Regions from separate parts of the Sus scrofa genome. Here regions 1, 2 and 4 are each linked to region 3. Evidence: chromatin contacts called from public Hi-C and HiChIP or PLAC-seq data. All regions are on one chromosome and are shown on one strand. The core of a region is the stretch at or near the end of the contact, and the rest is flanking DNA. Distances in the headings are between cores, read along the strand shown. Region 1 overlaps MTCH2 (mitochondrial carrier homolog 2). Region 2 overlaps NUP160 (nuclear pore complex protein Nup160). Region 3 holds the start of AGBL2 (cytosolic carboxypeptidase 2). Region 4 holds the start of NUP160 (nuclear pore complex protein Nup160).

Region 1 (5,871 bases), core at 2,785-5,284, 70 kb before region 3:
ATACAGCCCATGAGGCTAATGTTTTAGGGGTCTGTTTTTTTTTTTTTTTTGTCTTTTTGCCATTTCTTGGGCTGCTCCTGCGGCATATGGAGGTTCCCAGGCTAGGGGTCTAATCGGAGCTGCAGCCACCAGCCTACGCCAGAGTCGCAGCAACGCAGGATCCGAGCCACGTCTGCAACCTACACCACAGCTCACGGCAACGCCGGATCGTTAACCCACTGAGCAAGGCAGGGATCAAACCTGCAACCTCATGGTTCCTAGTCGGATTCGTTAACCACTGCACCACAACTCCCAGGGGCCTGTTTTTTTGGTCTCTTTAGGGCTGCACCCGAGGCATATGGAGAGTCCCAGGCTAAGGGTCAAATCGGAGCTGCAGCTGCCAGCCTACACCAGAGCCATAGCAACGCTGGATCTGAGCCACTTCTGTGACCTGCACCACGGCTCACGGCAACCTCAGATCCTAAATCCACTGAGCGAGGCCAGGGATCAACTGTGTCCTCATGGATACTAGTCGGGTTCATTAACCGCTGAGCCACAAATGGAACTCTTTAGGGGGCCTGTTTTAAAGGGCTAAATATAGTAATTTTTTTCCCACAGACACCAGAGAGAAGTAATGCCACTGTGTAGGCCTTGAACTCGGTGCTGGATGTAGTCCCCCACCCCCTTTTACTTTTTGCTTTAGGGCCACACTTGAGGCACATGGAAGTTCCCAGGCTAGGGGTCACATCAGAGCTACAGCTGCTGGCCTAGGCCATGGCCAAAGCAACTTGGGATCCAAGCCACGTCTGCAACTCACAGTAACGCCGGACCCTCAACCCACTAAGTGAGGCCAGGGATCAAACCTGCATCCTCATGGATACTAGTCAGATTCATTTCCGCTGCACCAATACGGGAAGCCCTTGTAGTTTCCCTTTTCAGTTTAGTGCGCAGTATTATTAGCAGCCTTGGGGGAGGAAGAGTTTGAAAGCAAAGATCTCATCAGGTTGGGAGGACTATGAGACTTCACTAAAAGATGGCACTAGAACTGAATTTTACTGTACAGGAAAACTTCAATGGGAAGAGGGGAGGGAGGATATTTCTAAAGTAGGAGATCACTGCAAGGCGAGGGTATGTTTAGGTAACAGTAAGAAGCTGGGAAATAGGACTCTGTTTAAAGTTTCCTTTATCCTATGGTTGCTTACCTACTCTGGCACTTCTACAAGTACCCCAAAATTCCAGAACACCCCCCCACATTCCTTTCTTCAATCAAGCTTCAATGACCATCACTGCCCAGACGGAATATTTCCTGGCAACTTAGCTCGGTACTGCCGAGGCAAATCACTCGCCCAGTTTCTCAAGTGCAGCTTACTAGATAATTTGCATTATGCTTACATTATTTACACATATAATGGGACAGTTCATTATTTCTTGCAAGTGTATCTTAAGAGTACCTACCTGCATTTGCCAGCCCCTCAATAAACTTCAGATTTCTGAATATGTTAATGGCTTATAGAATTTTATGTAGGACCACAGGTATAGTACCTTTAATGGACGTATAGCTTGGATGCAGTGAGATTCATTAGCTAGTACTTTGAATAATCCCAGGCCTTGTTTTTGAGCCCAACTTTCATAGGCAAAAGCGAAGCCTTGGCGCCCTCTAGGGGAAGACTGGTTCTCACAGTCAGACAAGCTTCTCAACAAGGCAGGCGTGTGTGAGAACAGAAGCCACAGGATAATAAACATGGCACATTTTCCTAGATCATCTTTACTTGGAGATTTTTTTGGGGAAAAGAAGTAGGTAATGCAAAACATTTTTATATTAAAACAAATGCAGATAAAATTGAATAGAATATAAAATTTACATTACTTTTTGAGACAGAGACATCAAAGACATTTCAAGGTAAGCTACCCATGAGCTTCAGGCTATATTCCTAAACCTGGGGGAAGGAGGAGACCCTGCATGCTCTAATGTTGTGGGTGCTGTTGCTTTGATAGGGAAGTAGCAAATTCTTCTGAGAAACAGCAAATTAAATGCTTACTCATTTGGCAACATCCCAGCGGATTACTTAAATAAATGAAACCAAATGCTTTCTCATTTTTGAGCATTTTAACCTGCTTTTAAAAGGCCTGAGTAAATAAGAGCTTTATGCTTGAGTGGAAATTTATTTCCATCAAGAGTGATTTTTTTCCCCCTCCTGCAAATGTTAACATGCCTAACAGAGGGTATGACATGCGAGGAGGTCAAATATCCTAAAACCCTGTGGACTTAAGTCTGTCTGCATTACCAGATATGAAGTTACAAGAACACCTTCCAAGGGTGTCATCAGGAATGAAAAACAAACTACTCACCTTCTGCAACAAAAAAGGAAACAAAATAAAAAACTGAAGATTATATACAATTAGAACTGTATAATGATGTAATTTACGGACTGACAAAGACTTAGCTCTTAGAGAAGGGGGCTAATGCTATAGTATTACGACAATAAGAATTGCTTTTGGAAAAAAAAAGTCATTATGCTTCTTTCCCAAATCTTACTTATTCTCTATAATTGTACTTTTTGCTGTTGTTGGTGACAATTTCCTGCTTTGCAATAAATAGACGACCAAAGGCATGGGTGCCTCATGCGGAGATTTTCTAAGGTAAGTCAGCAGTGTATTGTCCATTTTTGAAGTTTGAGAGACAAGGTTAATCAAATAAGCATAGAATGGGAGGCAGATCCTGGTGGATTCTGCTGAGTTTTTAGGATCTACAAAAGAAAAGGGAATTTATAACCTCCCATATCGTTTGCCTTATTAATTTTCTTAAGTTTTACAGAACCATTTCTCTTTCTTCTTGGGACTATACTTTTCATTTTAAAAAGCCTTAAATTATGGCTCAAATCACAGGACGACCTGCCTATAACTTTAGGTAAATGCAACATTTTTCTTGAAGTAAAATAGTCTGGAGCAAAAAGGTCCCATCTCAGAATAGTTAAAGGGGGAATCTCAGTAGTTAATTATGTTGTACTGGAAAAAAAGAACAAAAAAGGCAGACAACAAACACCTCCATTTTCCCAAGATTAAATGATTATTAAAAAAGCGCACCACACTGTATAGAAATCAACATTCTCTCCCATAATTCTGTGCATCTGGGACTATAGAAATGTCACTGTCCCTGCCCCACATCTTCAAATTAACATTCTCAGGTCACAACAATAAGTCTTCCCAAAGGGGACCTTCCGGAAAAACAAGCTATTTCCTCGGCTCATATTTCCCTGGAAAAAAAAAATAAAATAAATACAAATAAAGTCTAGTGTGAAAATGAGGTCAGCCAGTCCAAATCAGCAGAGACATCCAACTGGACATGTTTCTGGGAGACGTGACTAAAATGACCCGGATAAAACTGGGACCATCACCAGAGTAGCAATTTCTATTCTCCGACACAAGCTGAGTTTGCATGGAACTAACTGCTTTTACCACACAGATTAAGGCAAGAATTTCTTTTTTTTTTTTTTTTTTTTTTGTCTTTTTGCTATTTCTTGGGCCGCTCCCGCGGCATATGGAGGTTCCCAGGCTAGGGGTCGAATCGGAGCTGTAGCCACCGGCCTACGCCAGAGCCACAGCAACTTGGGATCCGAGCCGCGTCTGCAACCTACACCACAGCTCACGGCAACGCCGGATCGTTAACCCACTGAGCAAGGGCAGGGATCGAACCCGCAACCTCATGGTTCCTAGTCGGATTCGTTAACCACTGCGCCACAGCAGGAACTCCAAGGCAAGAATTTCTTACTTATCTAAACAGAATTCCCAGTTTGGATTCTGGCTCTGCCGCTTGCTATCTGGGTTATCAAACTGGTCAATACATACAAAGTGTGGAGAACAGTGCTAACACACAGGAAGTGCCAGTTTTTATTTGTTTTGAATGGAACGGTCTGGTTCCTAGGGAATACTTAAAAACTTGTAAAATTAAAGCAGTAATGTTGTGAGCTTAAGGGAGGAGACTCTCAAGTCAGAGAGCCTGCATGTAGATCCTACTCTCCCAAAGACAGGCTGTGTAACCCTGGGTTACTCAATGGGCATTATATAACCGTTCAAAGTCCCAGTTTCTTCATAAGTGAAGTGGGCTCATCAAGAACGGTATCATCCCTCACATGGTTATTCTGACGGTTACCTGAGCTGATACATGAAAAGCTCTTAGCATGATGCCTGATATACAGCAGATGCTCAAACTATGCTGTTGTCTTAATCACTTCAAGGACCAACTGTTCCCTAGGTAAGGTATCAGATACTCTAGTAATTTTCTATCTGCTTTCTTTCCACAGCGAGGGATTAGTTAGAAAGTTGGGAAAGAAGGACCACTTTACTTTTAAAGGGGGACCACAAAAGGAGACTGTCCAACAGAGAGTGTAAAACTCAGAAGGAAACCCAGAGTGTTGCTGTTAGGTGTGTCCAGCACCCATTTAAATGTCCTTCCTGTGTACAGAGAGGGGCTTGCTGGGCATGATGAGCAAAAGTCCCTCCAGCTGCTGGCAGGCCTTTCCATTCAAAGTTCAGGCTGGGAAGCCTGAGCCCTGTGAACAAAGGCCTTTGTCATATGTGTCATTAGTGGTATAATACAATGTAACAAAGAGCTTCCTCATACACTTTCTTCTACCTACAGTCCTTTAAAAAGTGCTTCCCACTCAAAAACCGCTTTCAACTGAGGGCCATTTTAGGTGATTCCATATTAAATTTAGCATACAGCCATTCATCGTTTTGGTTCCTGATAAAGCTTTGCCTAGACCGATCAAGAATTGTGGGTTGTAGATGACTTACTTCATAGCAATGACAAACAATAAATTGGAGCCTGAAGAAAGTCATTTACTATTAAGACTCTAGAAGTAAGAGATCAGCTCTATCAACATCATTGTGATAAATAATGTCATAAATAACTTCTTATTCCTCAGTTTCTCTATATACTACAGGAAAATGCTTGAATATATTAGGAGATTCTGAAGTTATAAAAAAGTGAGGCTGGAAAAAATAATCTGAAATCGAGGATGTCTTTTTTTGTGTGTGTCTTTTTGCCTTTTCTTGGGCCGCTCCCGTGGCATATGGAGGTTCCCAGGCTAGGGGTCTAATCAGAGCTGTAGCCACCAGCCTACGCCAGAGCCACAGCAACACGGGATCCGAGCCACGTCTGCGACCTACACCACAGCTCACGGCAATGCCGGATCCTTAACCCACTTAGCGAGGCCAGGGATGACACCCGCAACTTAATGGTTCCTAGTCGGATTCATTAACCACTGTGCCACGACGGGAACTCCAAGGGCATCATTTTAACATCAGGATAACCGATTCCTCAGAACTTATTTGTAATTTGAATGTGATCTATGCTGAACCGTCTAAATCGAATAGTTTCTAGATCACATCTAGGGATTTCTTATTTCTTTATTATCCCTTCTGATGATTTCTAAGCAACACATTTTACTACTACGCCAGAGGGACACATGGAACACTGTAAAAGATACATTAATTGGTAACCACAGGATGACCTACAAGAATTAACCTGGGGTTCCAGAGACATTTAAGAAAACAAACAAAACCAAAATAAAATAAGAGGAGCAGGGAGAGAGAGCGGGAGGGAGAGAGAAACAGAGAAGTACCTCTTTTTGTAGCATGCACCAGCAATCTATCCAAGAAGTATATATTGGGGAATAAGGAGGGGATCCACCAGCAAGCCTGGAATAGAAAAAAAGATTAGCTATTGAAGGTAATAGTTACAAAACATTCTCTCAAGAGTTCAATAAATTTTTGTCAAAATATTCTACCTAGAAGGTTCCCTGAGAGGCAATTTAACTTCTAACGAAACAAATTCTATTGGAGCAAGGGAAAGACTGAGCATCCAAAAGGCTTCTCCCCTGTATACATATA
Region 2 (6,117 bases), core at 54-2,553, 72 kb after region 3:
ATATAAGGAGTACCCATTGTGGCTCAGTGGAAATGAACCCAACTAATATCCATGAGGACATGGGTTTGATCCCTGGCTCAGAGGGTTAAAGGATCTTGCGTTACTTTGAGCTGTGGTGTAGGTAGAAGACGCGGTGTAGGCAGAAAAACAAGAATTTATTAATTAGCATTCGGTTTTGGCTTTTAAACAGAAGTATCAATAAACTCTTGGGATTAAGTTTAGTAATATTCAAATGGAGTATAACCTTTAGAAATTACAGATCATTATATTGTATACCTGAAATTTATGATATTATACATAAATGTATTTCTTTCATTTATCTTAAGGATGTCCCTAAAAAACTGGGAGATTGGCCTGTTTTGCTATTTACTGTATTACCTTACAAAGTTATGTTCTTCACAGCACATACCTCTATCAGAATTTATCTGATCTCTAGTTTACATGCGTGTACTCCCACGGGTGGTATACTGTCGTGCCTGGCCAGAATCCACTTCCCCTTTGTCATTATTAGCAAATCCCTCAACTCTCTCCGGAAAATCATTCCTCCCCTACCCATACTCAACTGACTTCACCCTCCACAATAGTAAAGCCCAGGCTGGACATGTTTCTCATGTCAAACCAGAATGTTCTATTCCTTCTGACCAGAGGGACTATGTCAGGAATTAGCACTTGATCAAGCCAGGCCAGTGTCAACTCCAGGACTTGGGACAGAAGTGTTCTCTTTCCCCCGGGGCCGCTAAGTTCACAGAAGGCAAGTTCCCTTGGACAATAAACCCAACAAGGAGGAAAGCAGGAGAAAAGGAGAGATCAGGCCCCAAAGGCACTGTTCCAGCCTTGGCTGAAAACAGGTAACTAAATTTCTCAGCTGCACAGGCCGATGCATGTTCTCCTTTTAAGCTTAAGTCAGTTTGGCATTCCCACTGTGGTGGAGGGGAAACGAATCCGGCTAGTATCCTTGAGGATTCAGGTTTGTTCCCTGGCCTGGCTTAGTGGGTCAGGGTTCCAGTGTTGCCATGAGCTGTGGTATAGGTCGCAGCTGTGGCTCGGATCCCAGGTTGCTGTGGCTGTGGCTCGCAGCTATAGCTCCAATTCGACCCCTAGCCTGGTAATTTCCATATGCCAAGTGTGGCCCTAAAAAAAAAAAACAAACTTAAGTCAGTTTGAGATGGGTTTCTTTTATCCGAAGCTGAAAGAGTTCTGCTAATTTAACTGGTTCTTTTCAAAGTAATGATCAGGGTAGCTCACCCTCCTTAACGTAAGATCCTTACACAAGACTTGAGCATTGCTGGAGTTCCTGTTGTGGCTTGGGGGGGTGGGGGGTGAAGAACATGACTAGTATCCACAAGGATGTGGGTTTGATCCCTGGCCTGGCTCAGTAGGTTGAGAATCTGGTGTTGCCGCAAGCTGCAGCACAGGTTGCAGATGCGACTTGGATCTGGCGCTGCTGTGGCTGTGGAGTGGTCGGGCAGTTATAGCTCTGATGCCACCTTAGCCTGGGAACCTCCATTTGCTACAGGTTCAGCCCTAAAACAAACAAACAAATAACAAACCCTCCAAAACATGAAAGTCTTGAGCATTGCTTACTCTGGGGTCTTGATCATCTCTGATAATGATTTCTTCCTCTGGCAGAGGCTGTATAAAAACTGGATTCCACTGACCTGCAACATTACTACAGAGAGAAAAAAAGCCATCAGTCTACTGAAAGATGATGAATAAAAACGAAGCTTCTATTGTTGACAGTATCTGGGCAAGGAGGGTCCCACCACTGAATCTCTGCAACTATTGCTTGGTCAATTCTATTACAAATGTTTCCGAATTCCCTGGTGGTTCAGTGGGTTAAGGAACCAGCATTGTTACTGCCTCGGCTTGGGTTTGATGCCCGGCTTGAGAACTTCGGCATGCCGCGAGCAAGCCCCACCCTCCTAAAAACAAACAAGATCTTGGATTACAGAAGCACTCTCACCTCTTCTAATAGGTACCCTGAAATTAAAACTCTAAATAAAAATCTACAAATAAAAAATCTTCATTCTGCATTTACTATATACTGGACATTACACTAGGTGCAGTTCTGGATATTACCCACGTGTGCCTTAGGATAACTCTTTAAAGGATGCATGACCACATTTCAAAGATATGGAAAGTGAGGTTTAGGGTCTCACAACTAGTAAGTTGTACAATCAGGATTCAAACTCTCACTTGATCTCAGATTCTTTTTTTTTTCTTAAAAAAAAAAAAAAAAAAAAACCCCACTTTGCTTGAATGCCGTCTACAAGGAGTACTCTGTTTTCTAAGGTGTGGCTCAGGGCCAATGTGGGAACAACCATTTTTTTTTTTTTTTTAGGGCCACACCCACGGCATATGGAGGTTCCTAGGGCAGGGGTAGAATCAGAGCTGTAACTACTGGCCTTCGCCATAGCAACGCAGGATCCGAGCCACATCTGCGACCTACACCACAGCTCATGGCAACACCGGATCCTTAACCCACTTAACAAGGTCAAGGATTGAACCTGTGTCCTCAAGGATGCTAGTCAGATTCATTAACCGCTGAGTCATGACAGGAACTCCATATTCCTACAATTTTATTCTAGAATATAGGGTCATGAGGGACCCTTGGGTTCAATTAGTTTACTGCTGACTCTTGAAAAATTCGGGGTCAGGGATGCCGAGCCTCTGTGCAGTTGAAAATCCATATACAACTTTTACTTGGCCTTCTTCTACCTGAAGATTTAAGCAACCACATAACCAAATAGTAACGTTGATACTTCCTACTGAAAAAAACCTGGAAGTTCCCGTCGTGGCACAATGGTTAATGAATCCAACTAGGAACCATGAGGTTGCAGGTTCGATCCCTGGCCTCGCTCAGTGGGTTACCAGCGTTGCCTCGAGCTGTGGTATAGGTCATAGACGCAGCTCGGATCCCAAGTTGCTGTGGCCCTGGCGTAGGTTGGCAGCTACAACTCCGACTAGACCCCTAGCCTGGGAACATCCACATGCCGAGGATGTGGCCCTAGAAAAGGCAAAAAGACAAAAAAAAAAAAAGGAAAGAAAAAGAAAAAACCCTGTGTATTAAGAGGACTCATGCAGTTCAAACCCATGTTGTTCATTTGATGGTCAACTGCAGTTGCAGAGATGTCAAGCTTTGTTCCAGGTAATATTCCACAGGTGTTTCAGGGATTATGCAAGTGTTTGATTCAAAATTGATTTTTTTTTTTTTTTTTTTTTGTCTTTTTGCTATTTCTTGGGCCGCTCCCGTGGCATATGGAGGTTCCCAGGCTAGGGGTTGAATCACAGCTGTAGCCGCCGGCCTACACCAGAGCCGCAGCAACGTGGGATCTGAGCTGCGTCTGCAACCTACACCACAGCTCACAGCAACGCCGGATCCTTAACCCACTGAGCAAGGGCAGGGACCAAACCCGCAACCTCATGGTTCCTAGTCGGATTCGTTAACCACTGCGCCACGATGGGAACTCCCAAAATTGATTTTTAAAATATATTTTGTAACTATTAAAGTTTTTAAATGGGAAGTTCTCGTGTGGGTTAAGGATCCCACATTGCTGCAGCTGCGATGCAGGTCACAGGTGTGGCATGGGTTTGATCCCTGGCCCAAGAACTTTCACATGCTATGGGTATGGCCAAAAAAGAAAAAAATTTTAAAATACCATGCATGTTATATCAGATACCAAGTATAGCTGATATTAGAGATTACCAACATGTTAAACTGTTATTGTTTTATTATTTATTTATTTATTTATTTATTGTCTTTTCTAGGGCTGCGCCCGCCACATATGGAGGTTCCCAGGCTAGGGGTATGTAGCCACCAGCCTACACCAGAGCCATAGCAACGCCAGATCCAAGCTGAATCTGCGACCTACACCACAGCTCACAGCAATGCCAGATCCTTAACCCAATGAGTGAGGCCAGGTATCGAAACCAAAACCTCATGGTTCCTAGTTGAATTCATTAACCACTGAGCCATGATAGGAACTCCGTGATATTGTTCTAAACTAATAAAATGTTGAGTTTGTTACATATTAGAGTTGATTATCTTTTAGAAAAAAGGGTTTCCTGCCCCCCACCTTTTATGGTCTTTTTAGGGCCAAACTTGAGGCATATGGAGGTTCCCAGTTAGGGGTCCAATTGGAGCTGTAGCCATTGGCCTACACCACAGCCACAGCAACAGGGGATCTGAGCCATGTCTGAGACCTACACCACAGCTCATGGCAAAGCCAGATCCTTAACCCACTGATGGAGGCCAGGGCTTGAACCCACATCCTCATGGATGCTAGCTGGGTTTGCTAACTGCTGAGCCATGACAGGAACTCCAGTGTTCTGCTTTTAAAAAAAGTTTGAAAAGCATGTTACTCGTCCATCTATTTCTTATGATGAGGAAATTGAGACCCAAAAGGGGCTACAGTATTCTATGGAAGTTGTGGGTGCCAGAATCAGTCTTTGCTCAGAAGCAAACACGCAGATTAGTAGTATTTTGCATATGTGCTATCTCTCCCAAGAAATACGGTATTTTTTTGACCTCATTCCAACTCTAAGAATCCTTACTTTGTCTTAACACCGTAAGGTAACAACACAATGCAAAGGAAGGTTTGTCAGAAAAAAGGCAAGCCAGGGGCTGAATCTTTCAAGTGAGAACATTTGACCTTGGTTCTACATAAAGAGCTCTACTGTTTTCTAAGTATGACACTGCCTGGGGCAAGGTAGGATGACAGAGGTAAGGGACCCTTACTGTTCAAAGTTGATGTATTTCACAATTGTTTGGTTCTCAGCATCATGCCACAGGGCCCAGATATCCGTAGAGGTTAAGGCAAAGTCAATCAGTGTCTCCTAGAAGGAAATGTGGAGGGTGGGGGCGGGGGCGAACAAATAAACAGGTAAAAATAAGAGAAGGTACTAATTTATGGTGACCTAAATTTGTGTCAGTAGGAAAGGTAAGAAGCATGAAAACAAAAGATAGTACATGAACTTGGTACAATCCAAATGAAATTTTGTTTGCATGAAATTTCATTACATGTTCCATCTTCAGATTTCAATCCCACTACAACATACATCAGTCAGCCAATGCTTCTTTCTTGTACTTGTGTGATATGCAAAGGATGATTCAACCTACCTGAGAAGTGAAAAGTGAGGAAATGTGATCTAGACTATAGCGGCTGTTCTCAGTGCTCACCAACTGGAAAACGCAGAACTGTTAAAACAAGAGATAATTTAGTACTTGAAATAACCAACACGCTATTTTCCTAAGCAAGACTCATCAGTATTCAGAAATCAATTTTGGTAAAATATTTGTTGCATTTACCATCTTCATCATTTTTAAGTGTACTGCTTAGTAGGACTAGGTACAGCCATACTGCTGTGCGACCGATCTCCAAAACTGTTTTCATTTTTCAAAACAGACATTTTCTGTTTTGACATTGGAATTAAATACTAAACATGAATTATTTTATGGAGTTTATTATTATTTTTTGTCTTTTTAGGGCCATACCCACAGCATATGGAGATTCCCAGGCTGGGGGTCAAATCATAGCCACTGGCCTACACATGCCACAGCCACAGCAATGTCAGATCCAAGCTGCACCTGTGACCTACAACACAGCTCATACCAATGATGGATGCTTAACCCACTAAGCGAGGCCAGGGATTGAACCTGCATCCTCATGGATGCTAGTCAGATTTGTTTCTGCTGAGCCATGATGGGAACTGGCCTCATTCAAGGTTCTAGGGATTTGGCATTGCAGTGAGCTGTGCTGCAGGCCACAGGCACAGCTTGGATTACAGCTCCAATTTGAGCCCCAGTCTGGGAACCTCCATATGCTCTATGTGTAGCCCCTAAAAGTAAAAATAAACAAAAACATATCAAACTCAAAAACAGTACTTTTTAAATCAATACTTTAGAAATTCACATAGAAATTCACTCATTGCCTTGATTAAATCCTTCTTATGTAGGATATTTAGACAGAAGCAATGTCTAGACCATGCAAAATAGATGAAACAGTTACTCCATCCCAAGTTACAATGATCCAATGTTATTTTATCCCATGCGTATAACTGCTCATGTCACTGAAAGACCATAGCAGCAAATAAATGGGAAGAAAAGAATAACATTTG
Region 3 (6,021 bases), core at 34-2,533:
TAATAACAAGCATAATAGTCTGTCATAAGAGTAATACTGACTCTTGGAGTTCCTGTCGTGGTGCAGTGGAAACGAATCTGACTGGGAACTGTGAGGTTGCAGGTTTGATCCCTGGCCTTGCTCAGTGGGTTAAGGATCTCGCGTTGCCATGAGCTGTGGTGTAGAGGTGGTTGAGATCTGGTATTGCTGTGGTTGTGGTGTAGGCTGGCAACTGCAGCTCTGATTAGACCCCTAGCCTGGGAACCTCCATATGCTGTAGGTTCGGCCCTAAAAAGACAAAAAATAAATAAAAAAAAATAATAATACTGGCTCTTAACCAAAGTACAGAAGCATTGTTACAGAGGACACTATACCTAGAATTTCTGTAAACAAACCAAGTGAAACACCTTTACGCATATTATTCCATCTTTGGGATCAAGATCTCCAGCCAGAAAAAGGTGCCACCAGGATATATTTTCTAATCTAGTACTGGATTTCTGTGGTGTTTCTGGAGAGGGGTATTACTAACCTTCGGCTTTGGCTCTTTTTCCAATGCTGGGAACATGTTACTTCTACATGGTATGCTGAAGACCAGTCAGTGACACGGCGTCCAGCCACACCCTTGCCCAATTTCCAAAAGGCACCTGATTATTAGACAGATGAAGCTAAAAAAACCACAGGAGGACAACCGAAAAAACTCGAAATACGTCCACGCCCCCTGTCGCCTTGCTCTCTTTTCTGCTAACCCACCCGCTCCTCAAACAAGGACCCAGCCGGTGGTGCCCACCGTGAGGCCTGAATGCGCACCTGATGAGGAAGGGCGGCTTGTCTTCAAGCCTCCTTCTCCCGAAGCCCCAGGACTCCTGCCGGCCCCATTGCTTTCTTCTCCCTAAGAAGGAGCTGCCTACCACCAGGACGCCGCAGGAAAGATTAAGAAAAAGGGATGGAGGGATCCGGCGGAGTCGTCTCTGTGGACATGGAAAAGAAAGATCAGGGGTCGGGAGAGTGGGCTCTTAAAACGAATTCAGGGTTTCAATGTTTCCTTATCTGGGAGAAGGTGGCGAAAGACAGTTTCCTGAAGAGGCGCGGGAGCGGGCGTAGAGATTTCCTAGGAGGGGACAGGGGAGACTGGCTACCCTAGCCAGTCGGGCTAGCAGGGATGGGCGCGGCGCCAACAGCAGCAGCAAAGGAGCCGGAGCGAGCCTGGAGGCACCGCAGCGCTCGGCGAAGACGAAGCGCTCGCCTTGCTCGCTTGCCACAACTTTCTGCAAGGGCCTGGGTAGCCTAGCAACCGCGAGGCGGAAGCGAGAGGGCGGGGCAGCTGGGCGCTTCCGGGGAGCGAGGCCCCAAGGAATAGGTGTGGAACCCGGATGAAGTCGATCACTTGGCGGGGGTACCAGTTTCAGCCTCATTCCTCGTTTCGCACAATATACTGCAGACCCGCTTCGGGGTATTCGAAGGTATATTAATGGGCAAACACAACGCCAGTAGTGCTCAACATACTCCAAACTTAGTTGCTATTACTTAGCTAGCTTTAGGGAAACTGTTAAGTATTGCTCAAAGAGAGCGGCTTCCTCTCTCCTTCCACCTTCCTAGGCTCTCCATCCCCTGGCTAGACTTGAAAAACAAGTTAATATGCTCCATTCTGGTAGGATAGAGACAAGTATGTACTCTGCAGCAATTCTTGGAAGTTTGGAAAACTGTTAGGCAAAGCAAAAGCTTTAATGGCTAGTTGATAGCCTTTATTTTCAGAAATTTGCTCTCTGCAAATTGCAAGAAAAACAATCTATATACAAAATGGTCACCCTAATATTTGCATAATGGTAAATAAAAAACAACACACTAGCATACACAACACTGATCCGACAACTGCATGCATATAAATATATTGGAATAAAATTCTAACTATTGTCTTTGGTTAACTTGGTATGACTATAACCATAAGTATTACTTTTGAAATCAGAGGAAAAAATATAAAGCACCTTTATTTTTTTTTCAAACTATTAGCCACATTACATCATTTCCAGGATTTAAGTAGGCCAAATATCAGTTAATATTACAGAGTACAAGATCCAAAATTGAAGTCATACAGTACCTTTTGGTACTAGAGGACTGTTTTTCTAATCCTGTCCCTAACTCCTGAACAAGATCTAGACATTCTTGACAAGATCTTGACATTCTTTTTTCATGACAGGACATGTCTGCCCATGTCTTATACTGTAGTTGATTATAAAAAAATTGACTTAAGTCTTGGTTAACATAATCATGGAGTAATAATCAAAACAGGAGCAAAAGGATAACCAATCAGAAGTATAAAAAAAGCTTTATTAGTGCATATGTACAAATTTACAAGGTCAGAAACTGGAGAAATACAAACAGCTTTAAAACACAATTTGCTTTTTCTTCAGTTTAAAGTGACTTTTACCTGATTGTGATACAATAGAAAGTACAGAAGAGTAAACTGCTTTTTAAATACTGGAATTTTATGGAGAATACATTCACACATAAAAGGGAGGTGAACTTTGGACCAAGTCAAGAAAATGGAAACACATTAATACATGGAGTGGCTCTTATTACGTTTACTGCCACATATGTAAGGGGGAAATTCTCATAATCAAGGACATGAACACCTGCTGCCGCTGCTGCCTATATTGAAATTTAAATGTCACCTAGTATGTGAAATGACTGAGCTATAAGTTCTAGAATCTGTGGGAAAGAATACTCTGAAGAGTGTGGCCATCTGTTAGTACCAGGTGAACAACCTGCTATACTCAGCACTTCAGGCATGGCAGACTAGAGGAAGAGGTCAGAAAGAGATTCCTATAATCCCAGTTAAGCAAGGTAGAATACAGAGCTGCCTTCTTAATTGCACTTGTTCTGAAGAAGTTAATGAGAGAGAGCGCCACACTAGGAAATACATTGCCTCTACTGGGCAGGAAAATCATTCTTCCTTAGTGGGTCCTCTACAGAGGTGTCATATTCATGAGCCATATGTTCAGACTGATGAGGTTAATGGCTCTAACGTGCTGAATTTGCCAGTGTAAGAATAAAGGCAGCCAGGTCAAAGCATTCAGTCACCTCACCTTTCAGCAAAATAGAGAAATTACACTTCACGAATGTGGGAATTTTGTATGTGTATGCTCTTACCCAGGAAATGCATATGCTCTCCCTCATAACATTTCTAGTTCACTGACAACAGTAAAACTGGTTAAGACTCTGAACTGAATATAGATATATAAAAAAAAATCAATAATAAAAATTTAAAAAGAAATTAAGAAACTATGTGTTTGGAGCCATTTTCCTCCTCTTCAGTCTTGCTCGCCAATCTTCAGGAAGGGCTTCAAAATTTGCATTTCTCTCTGCCATGCCACTGTGAAAACAATATACAAATTACTTCACTAGGAAAAAAAAGAATGGAACTATTCATTTCCTAGCAAATAAAAACTAACTGAAACCTAAAAGCTGACCTATCACATCTAAGCTTACGAAAATATCTCAAGATTCTCAGCTAGGTAGCAACATACTCTTCATCAAATATCTTAATTCAAACGGGTCAACCAAACACAAAACACTCTTTCTGTTTAGTTTCACTCATGTTAGTGCTTATTTACTTTTATACCTCCCCAGTAACAAAGCCATACTGAAGGAATACAACACATTCTTTTTTTCTTTCTTTTTAGGGCCTCGCCTGTGGCATATAGAAGTTTCTAGGCTAGGGGTCAAAGTGAAGCTGTAGCTATTGGTTAGAGCCACAGCTCTGATCCAAGCCCCATCTGTAACTGTGGCAACTCTGGATCCTTAACCCACTGAGTGAGGCCAGGGATCAAATCTGCATCCTCATGGATACTAGTAGGGTTCTTCACCTGCTGAGCCACATGAGAACTCCACATAACATTCTTGTAAAAGTCTTTCTTGGCCCCTAGGAGTTATGATTCTCTGTCACTGATACATTTTAACTCACAGGAAGATATATCTAACCTTCAACATACCTATCATAAATAACCCACTGTGCCAAGGTGGAAACTCCAGACCTAATGTTTTTCAGATTCTCTTTCGATCAGTTATAAATAGGACTGATCATTTATGGCTTATTCAATCATTTAAAAACTGAGTAAAACTCAGATTCTAAGAGGTCCCATTGTGTCCTCAAAGATGTGGGTTTGATCTTTGGCCTTACTCAGTGGGTTAAGGATCCTGTGTTGCTGCAAGCTGCAGCCTAAGTTGCAGATGTGGCCCAGATCTGGTGTTGCCATGGCTATGGCACAGGTGTGCAGCTACAGCTCCAATTTGGCTCCTGGCCTGGTAACTTCCATAGGCAGAACATGTGACCATAAAGAGAAAAAAAAAAAAGAAAAAGAAAAAACTGAACTCAGATTCTACCTTGCAGTTACCAGAATGGATACTTTGGACCCTTTTATAAATCTAAAATAACCTAAGGTAATGACAGGATCTTTGTAACTTCCCATCATCTTGAAATAGTTTTCTATTTCATCACTGTAGCCTGTGCCACACCTGCAGCAATGCCAGATCCTCAACCCACTGCCACACAAAGGGACCTCTATTTATTTTAAATGTCTGTAAATTTGTAAAATTTATCTAGCTACGACCACCACAACCTGCTCCATCTGTGGTCTCTTTTCTTTTACCTGACCAACTGCTGCTGTTTCCATTCTTCAATTCGCTTCTGTGCGGTTGATTCCCGGTCTTCCTCACTGGAGCTGGAGTTCTCCTCTTCATCTAACTCACGCTGGATACTCTGCCACTTCTTTACCAGAGATGGCATTTTGGTTTTACTCTTCTTTGACTGTAACAAAGGTTAAAGGTCAGATGGAATATAATAAATAAAACAATGCAATGAATCCTGCAAATGAGATCAGGAGATTTCCTTAGTTCTAAGGAATAACCGAACTTTAAAATCAAAGGAAGAGTGGAGTTCCCATTGTGGCTCAGTGGTTAACAAATCCGACTAGGAACCATGAGGTTGCGGGTTCGATCCCTGGCCTTGTTCAGTGCATTCAGGATCCAGTGTTGCTGTGGCTGTGGTGTAGGCCGGTGGCTACAGCTCCAATTAGACCCCTAGCCGAGAACCTCCATGTGCCGTTGGTGTGGCCCTAAAAAGCAAATAAAATAAAATAAAAAGAAATAGTAAATAGCACAGGGAACTATATCCAATCACTGAGATAGAACATGATGGAAAAGAAGGTGTGTGTGTGTTTTGTGTCTGTGTGAATACATGAATTACTGGGTCACTATGCTCTACAGCAGAAACTGATAAAACACTGTAAATTAACTATGCTTTAATAAAAAAAATTTAAAAAAAAATCAAAGGAACATAAACACCAGAAATAAATACCATTCCAAGTTCTTGCCAAAAATTCCTAAGGACTATACACTTAAAAACTGATTAAAAATTAAAAAGTGTAAATGTAGTATTTTATAAAATCAGGTTAGAAAAATTTCCTTTGGCCTCATTCTATGGAATTCAAAACTGTTGCCCTTATCTCCTCAGAATTAAGAGTGTACAATTCTGAATGGACAGTGTTCATATAAAATGAAAAACAGCACCGAAAAGAAATGACCAGCTCTTCTGAAAAGAGCAACAAAGTCAAAGACAACTATTAAATATGAAAAAAGCAAAGAGGCATATCAAAACATTAATGATGAAATTAGTTCTATGGAGATAGACTAAATTTTGTTTTTCTTTTGTTGGTTTACCTTCATTTTCTAAATTGCCTATAATAAACACATAATTTTGTAATATTTACTATATATCCAACATGGCTTGCTCTATCGCTATCTTCAGACTTCTGATCAACGGCCCTCTAGCAAAGACACCTTCCCTGACCACCTTATATGAAACAGTACTATCTTCCAAAGGCCACTTTCTGTCCTCTTTCACTGCTTTTTTTTTTTTTTTGGCTTTTTAGGGCTGCTCCTGTGGCATACGGAGGTTCCCAGGTTAGGGGTCGAATTGGAGCTAGAGCCGCCAGCCTACACCACAGCCACAGCAACACCAGATCTGAGCCTTGTCTGCAACCTACA
Region 4 (6,276 bases), core at 2,833-5,332, 93 kb after region 3:
AAAAGAAAAAAATTACAGCTTATACCATGCCATTTCTGTATTTAAAAACCTCCGACCTCACTCAGAGTAAAAGTCAAAAACCTTAAAATAGCTGACAAAGCCCTAATCCGGCCCTTGGCAGCCTTATTCCTCTAACATTTATTCACTCAGCTGCAGTCTTATAGCTCCTTACCATTCTCTGAAAACAACACATAAGCTCCTGTCTCAGAATTTTTGCACTTTTTGTACCTTTTTCTTGGAAAGTTCTACCTAAAATTCTCATCCTGCAGATATTCTTACTTTCTCTGCTCAAATGTCAACTTATCACTGGCTCTTGCCTGAATACCCTACATGAAACACTAAACATAATAATTCCCTTTTTCTTCCCTTGCTTCCCTGTTCTCTATTCGACTTATCCCCTGACAAACTATATTGGGTTTTTTTTTCTTTTCGTCTTTTTTAGGGCAGTTTGGGGTCTAACCAGAGCTGTAGTCACTGGCCTACACCACAGCCACATGGGATCCGAGCTGCATCTGAGACTTACACCACAGCTCATGGCAACGTCCGGATCCTTAAGCCACTGAATGAGGCCAGGGATCAAACCCACAACCTCATGGTTCCTAGTCGGATTTGTTTCTGCTGTGCCATGATGGTAACTCTTATATTGGGTTTTTTGGTTTTTGTTGTTGATTGCCTGCCCCTCCACCAGAGGAGGAACTGTCTGCTTTGTTTCCTGCTATGTCCCCAGTCCTAAACATTGACTGGAACATACCAGGCACTCGAAAATATTTCTTAAGTAAATGAGCTTTGTATCTCTAACACAGGTCTTTCTTCTAAGCCTGAAAATTTCAATGATTTCTGGACATTGTCAAACAGCTACTACACAGATACTTCAATAGTATGTCTAAAAGAATTATTATTATTATTTTTTTTTTGGTCTTTTTGTTATTTCTTGGGCCGCTCCCACTGCATATGGAGGTTCCCAGGCTAGGGGTGCAATTGGAGCTGTAGCCACCGGCCTACGCCAGAGCCACAGCAACGTGGGATCCGAGCCGCGTCTGTAACCTACACCACAGCTCACGGCAACGCCGGATCGTTAACCCACTGAGCAAGGGCAGGGACCGAACCCGCAACCTCATGGTTCCTAGTCGGATTCGTTAACCACTGTGCCACGACGGGAACTCCTAAAAGAATTATTTACATCTCTCCCAAACCCATATTCCATATGTCAGTATCTGGTTAGTCATATGGGAAACCAGGGAGTTGTCCTTGCTCCCTTTTTCCCTCACCATTCTGTACCCCATATTCAGTCCACTACCAGGTCCTAATGAAGCTACTTTCTTTTTTTTTTTTTTTTTTTTTGTCTTTTTGCTATTTCTTTGGGCCGCTCCCGCGGCATATGGAGGTTCCCAGGCTAGGGGTCGAATCGGAGCTGTAGTCCCCGGCATACACCAGAGCCACAGCAACGCAGGATCCGAGCCGCGTCTGCAACCTACACCACAGCTCACGGCAACGCTGGATCGTTAACCCACTGAGCAAGGGCAGGGACCGAACCCTCAACCTCATGGTTCCTAGTCGGATTCGTTAACCACTGCACCACGACGGGAACTCCTGAAGCTACTTTCTAAGTGTATCTTTTTTTTTTTCTTTTGGCTGCGCCCAAGGCATGTGGATGTTCCCGAGCCAGGGAATGAACCCACACCACAGCAGTGACAACTGCTGGATACTTAACCTGCTAAGCCACATGGGAACCCGGGGGCCTGTCAGGAACTCCACGTGTATCTTGAGTCCATCTAATTCTCTTTCCCTAGCCAATCCCACAACCAGCATATCTTACTTGGTTCACCATGAAAGCAAATTCTTCTTTCATACTGTACCCATCCAATCCAAGTCTACTTTCCACAAAGTAGACTGATTATTTTAAAGTGTGACTTTGACCATGTTAGTAACACTTTAAGACTCTCCAATGACTGCTCAATGTACTTAGGATAAAAATCCCAAATCCCTGAAAAGGACCTGAGGGTTCTTCTTGATCGGAGTCCTGCTTACCTCCCTAGTCTCAGCATCACTCATATCACTTTCCATTTTGCCCAATGCACTTATGCCGCACAGAGCTTCAGTCAGTTCTTCAAATTTGTCAAGTTCTTTCCACCTTGTGGACTCTCCATTTGGTGATCCCACTTGCTAAACTGCTCTCTCTCCCAACTCCATGCCTAGCTAACCTTTCCTCCTTCAGATGAAATGTGACTTACTTCAGGCCTTCCCAGACACGCCAATTACATCTGATTTTCCCATTAGCTTCTCATACTTTTCCTCTGAGGGAAGTATGAAAAACTTCATTTACATACTTATGTGGGGTCATTAGCTTAATGGCGTTTTGGGGGTCACACCTGAGGCATGTAGAAGATCCCCGGCCAGGGAAAGAATCTGTGTCACAGCAGCAACTTGGGCTGTTGCAGTGACAATGCCAGATCCTTAACCTGTCGCACCACAAGGGAACTCCAGCTTAATGTCTTTTTCCTTCTCAAAACTGCCCCATGAAAGATGTGTCCACATCTATTCTTACACTACTATATCTTGCAGGATGAAAATGGAGACTGTTTTTGTTCATCCCTGCACTCCTAGAACACCTAGCAGTGCTTGACATGTAAAAACTCAAGACTAATTTGTAGAATGAAGGAAGCTTAAAGCACTATAAAAATATAACGGCTTCATGCTTAGAACTGATCTTTGGGGCTTTACCCTCGAAGCTACATTTCTTCTTTTTAGTGCTGCCAGGGAGGGCACCTCTTCCAGAACTCTGTGCCTGCTTAATTTTCCACTGACTCAGATATCAATAGGAAACAGTCTTTCTCTTTTCCTGTCTATAACCACTTCGGAGAATAAACGACACCTTGGGAACAGTCACGAAAATTCAGCCGCCGAACAAAACGCCCTTTCGGGAGATTTGACAAACACAGCACTTACCAATGAATGAACCTGTTTCTGGTGACGGAGAACAACTTGCCACTTTCCACGTAGTAGAAGCCTCCCGCGCTCTCACTGTATTTCACAGCTCCGGCCACTGCATTTGCAGTTCCTGCAAAAGAAGAGTGGTCACCCTTGCACACGTGGTTCTCAGGGGATGACACGGACTGAGGGCGCTGAGAAAGCAGAGGGTGACAGACTGAAAATCCATGCAAAAAGGGGAAAAAAAGAGAAAGAAGTAGAACACTAATGAAGCTCTGAATCCGGGGCTGGAGGCATGTGGGCTCAGGAGGATGAACTGGAGGACAGAGATTTAGGGATCCACGGGAAGATCCCGAGGGCAGGAGCTGCATCGAGCCCTACTGGATGCTTCCGTACCAATGTCGCAAACTGCGAATTCCCGAAAGTGCCTTGGCCTTTCGCGCTCAGCTCCGCTGAGCTCTACGAAGCTCCGTTCCATGGCTCCCGCCGCCGCCATCTTCCCGCCGCCGCCGCCGCGAGGCCTGACGGGACACCAGCCCAGCCGGGCGGCTGTCGTCACTTCCGGGGGCGGAGCAAGCACAGATGCGGACAGGTGAAGAAACCCGGAAAGGTCTAGGGCCTGTCCGACCCACCGTTGTGAGGCTTCCACCGAGCTGGCCGGAGACAGGGTGGGCAAGGAGGAAGCCAGATGAGAGGAGGCAGGGGGAGCTTGCAGGATCTACCTGCAGGAACCTTTGCGTGTCCGGCGAGGAAGCCCCAAGGGGCGGTGCCATTTTCCCGGCGGCCTCAGGGAAGGGGGCGGAGCCGGGTTTGTTTCCATTTTAAAAACTCCGGCGCGGGCAGCGGCTGGGCAGAGCCTCCAGGGAGGGGCGAGGTCCTAGGAGGCCACGCAGATGGGCGCCATCTACTGGATTTCGAGCTTTTGATCGCCTCTCCTTGCTTCCCCGTGTTACTCAGTGAATCTCCGCCTGGTCTCCTTTTCTTCACCTTTCAGCGACGTGGGTTGGGGGCGGAGTGAAGGGCAGAGTGGCCTTTTGTGTTGGGTTTTTTCGAGAGACTGTATTCGTGTGTTCTTGTATAATGAAGCATAATGTGTTTAATTAAACATTGATGCAGTTACCTGCTTGAAGCCCCTAAATGCTACTCACTTGCATACGTGAAAGAAATTTCCTTTATCTTCCATTTGTGATCTGTTTGGAAGGTCTTGTGCTTTACCTGCATTTAGGGCAGAGTAGATGCTGGATTTGGAGGAAAATGCCAGTCTTCAAGGGGAAAGTTAGTCTAAATCTCATGTATCAACATGACAGATTAAAGACGACCACAAATTCTTTGACTTTTTCCCATCAGGAGGTGGGTCTTTGTCCCTTCCTCTGGAATCTGGGAGGGCTCTGTAACTGCTGTAACTCATTGAACACAGCAGAAGTGACTCTGTGCCAGATTAGCCTTTTAATTTTTTTTTTTTTTTTGGGTCTTTTGTCCTTTTTAGGGCCGTACCCACGGCACATGCAGGTTCCCAGGCAAGGGGTCCAATCGGAGCTGTAGCCGCCAGCCTATGCCACCGCCACAGCAACACCAGATCCGAGCCGCCTCTGCGACACCACAGCTCATGGGAACGCCAGATCCTCAACCCACTGAGCGAGGCCAGGGACCTAACCGGAAACCACATGGTTCCTGCTCATATTTGCTTCCGCTGCACCAGGACAGAAACTCCCAGACTAGCCTTAACAGAGTCTGTTTCTCTCTTGGAGTGCTAACTAGGAGGGAAGCCATCTAATAAATTCAGCTATCCTGGGGTTGCCATCCTGGAGGAATCATGGGGAGAGACCACATGGAAGGGCTCTCAAGTTACTTAAAGTGAGAGATGTCTGGTGAGAGAGTCAAAAGTCACTAAGTTTGGGGTAATTTGTTAGCCAGCAATAGATATCAGGAACATTCTCTTGTCTTTCCTTTACATTCATACTTTTCCTCAACAGTCTTCCACATTTCATTCTTAGATAATGGAAACAACTCCAGTTGATCTTATTTTGCTGTTGTTCTCCCTGCCTCTCCATTTTACAAATACACTCTAACTGTTCCTAAACACCACTTACATTTTGTTTCTTCTTGTTTCACAAAATACTATATGCTGGGTGGCTTAAACAGCTAACACGTACTGCACACAGTTTTGGAGCCTGGGAAGTCCAAAATCAAGAGACCAGCAGATTCAGCGTCAGGTGAGAGTCAGCTTCCTGATTTATAGACAGCCATCTCTTGTGCCGTGTCCTTAAATTGTGGGGATTTTTTTTGTTGTTGGTTTGTTTTTGCTTTTTTATGGTTGCACCTGTGGCATATGGAAGTTCCCAAGTTAGCGGTCCAATTGGAGCTGCAGCTGCTGGCCTACGCCACAGCCGCAACAGTGCCACATCCAAGCTGCATCTGCGACCTGCACCACAGCTCATGGGATAAAGTGGGTCCTTAAACCCACTGAGCAAGGTCAGGGATTGAACCTGCACTCTCATGGGTACTAGTCAGACTCTTAACCCACTGAGCCATGATGGAAACTCCCTGTAGGGTCTTTTTTTAATAGGGCACCAATCCCTTTTTCGTGAGGGCTCCACCCTCACAATTGAATCCCTTGGGATGGTAATTTATAATAAGAACATTATATTTGGTCTTTGTCCCTCTTCCTGTCACAGAGAACCTGAAACTCTTGTAATTCCCTTAGTGATAAGAGGATGACTATCCTATGTTATGTTAATGAAGTCATTTTTGGAAAGTTTCTAGGTAACCTGAGGTTGGGGGCGGGGGCAGTGATTGCCAGGGGAAACAACCACTTGATTAGAGGTTTGGAACTTTTAGCCCTACCACCCCAACCTTTGGAGATTAAGTTCAGTTAACAGTGGCCAATAATTTAATCAGTCTTGCCTCTGTAATGAAGCCTCCAAAAAGCCAGAAGGATGGGGTTGAAAGCTTCCAAGTTGATGAACCAGAATACATCTATGTGCCAGGCCCTAAACTCCATGGAATAGAAGCTCCTGCATTTGGAAACTTGCCTTACGTATCTTTTCATCTAGCTATTCATTGTATTCTTTAATTCCTTTTCTGATAAATTGGTAATCCAAAAAAATAACCTGGTTTCTTGAGTTCTGCGAGCTGCTCTAGCAAATTTACCAAACCCGAGGAGAGCATTGTGGGAACCTCTGATTTATAGCCAATCAGAAGCAAAGGTGAACACCTGGACTTGTGATTGGCATCTGAAGTGGGGGCAGTCCTGTGGGTCAGCCCTTAACCCACACAATCTGAAGTCAGAATTGAATTAAACTTGTGGAACGCCCGGTCACTATCCATGGGGAATTGAGTTAGCTACTT

Evidence for each region. A called contact is a pair of places that touch in the nucleus more often than the background predicts. HiChIP or PLAC-seq counts read pairs in DNA pulled down with a chosen protein or histone mark.
Region 1: a Hi-C map of liver shows a contact between it and region 3, with 2.5 times the contacts expected there. The contact joins the enhancer-like site here to the promoter of AGBL2 in region 3. A contact is called at or near these places in 1 of 5 promoter capture datasets (liver), 2 of 47 Hi-C or Micro-C datasets (embryonic fibroblasts and liver) and 1 of 2 datasets of contacts at active chromatin or transcription factors (alveolar macrophages).
Region 2: a contact with region 3 is called in a Hi-C map of alveolar macrophages, with 1.5 times the contacts expected there. The contact joins the enhancer-like site here to the promoter of AGBL2 in region 3. A contact is called at or near these places in 1 of 5 promoter capture datasets (fetal liver) and 5 of 47 Hi-C or Micro-C datasets (alveolar macrophages, embryonic fibroblasts, epiblast stem cells and 2 more).
Region 4: a contact with region 3 is called in an H3K27ac HiChIP or PLAC-seq map of alveolar macrophages. The contact joins the promoter of NUP160 here to the promoter of AGBL2 in region 3. A contact is called at or near these places in 2 of 47 Hi-C or Micro-C datasets (embryonic fibroblasts and epiblast stem cells) and 1 of 2 datasets of contacts at active chromatin or transcription factors (alveolar macrophages).

The regions. Positions count from the first base shown.
Region 1 is chr2:15,001,069-15,006,939 of Sscrofa11.1, reverse strand. MTCH2 (mitochondrial carrier homolog 2) reads right to left here. Exons shown (of 13, transcript XM_003353877.5): 12 at 5,604-5,679; 13 at 1,726-3,233. The coding sequence ends at 3,147. Among named protein-coding and RNA genes, the nearest start is that of C1QTNF4, 16 kb to the left of the region's middle. Within about 2 kb of position 4,034, at least 3 of the 83 cell types and tissues checked have an H3K27ac peak or open chromatin away from gene starts, as enhancers often do. A contact at or near this core is called in liver, where this site is marked.
Region 2 is chr2:14,856,252-14,862,368 of Sscrofa11.1, reverse strand. It overlaps NUP160 (nuclear pore complex protein Nup160), which reads right to left. Exons shown (of 37, transcript XM_021085052.1): 9 at 5,120-5,197; 10 at 4,739-4,836; 11 at 1,585-1,669. Among named protein-coding and RNA genes, the nearest start is that of NUP160, 19 kb to the right of the region's middle. Within about 2 kb of position 1,303, at least 2 of the 83 cell types and tissues checked have an H3K27ac peak or open chromatin away from gene starts, as enhancers often do. A contact at or near this core is called in alveolar macrophages, where this site is marked.
Region 3 is chr2:14,928,450-14,934,470 of Sscrofa11.1, reverse strand. AGBL2 (cytosolic carboxypeptidase 2) reads right to left here and starts at 1,283. Exons shown (of 15, transcript XM_021083073.1): 1 at 787-1,283; 2 at 509-623. The coding sequence starts at 544. It overlaps FNBP4 (formin-binding protein 4), which reads right to left. Exons shown (of 17, transcript XM_021083063.1): 16 at 4,626-4,783; 17 at 2,284-3,349. The coding sequence ends at 3,259.
Region 4 is chr2:14,837,862-14,844,137 of Sscrofa11.1, reverse strand. It overlaps NUP160 (nuclear pore complex protein Nup160), which reads right to left and starts at 4,082. Exons shown (of 37, transcript XM_021085052.1): 1 at 4,077-4,082; 2 at 3,325-3,646; 3 at 2,947-3,058. The coding sequence starts at 4,082.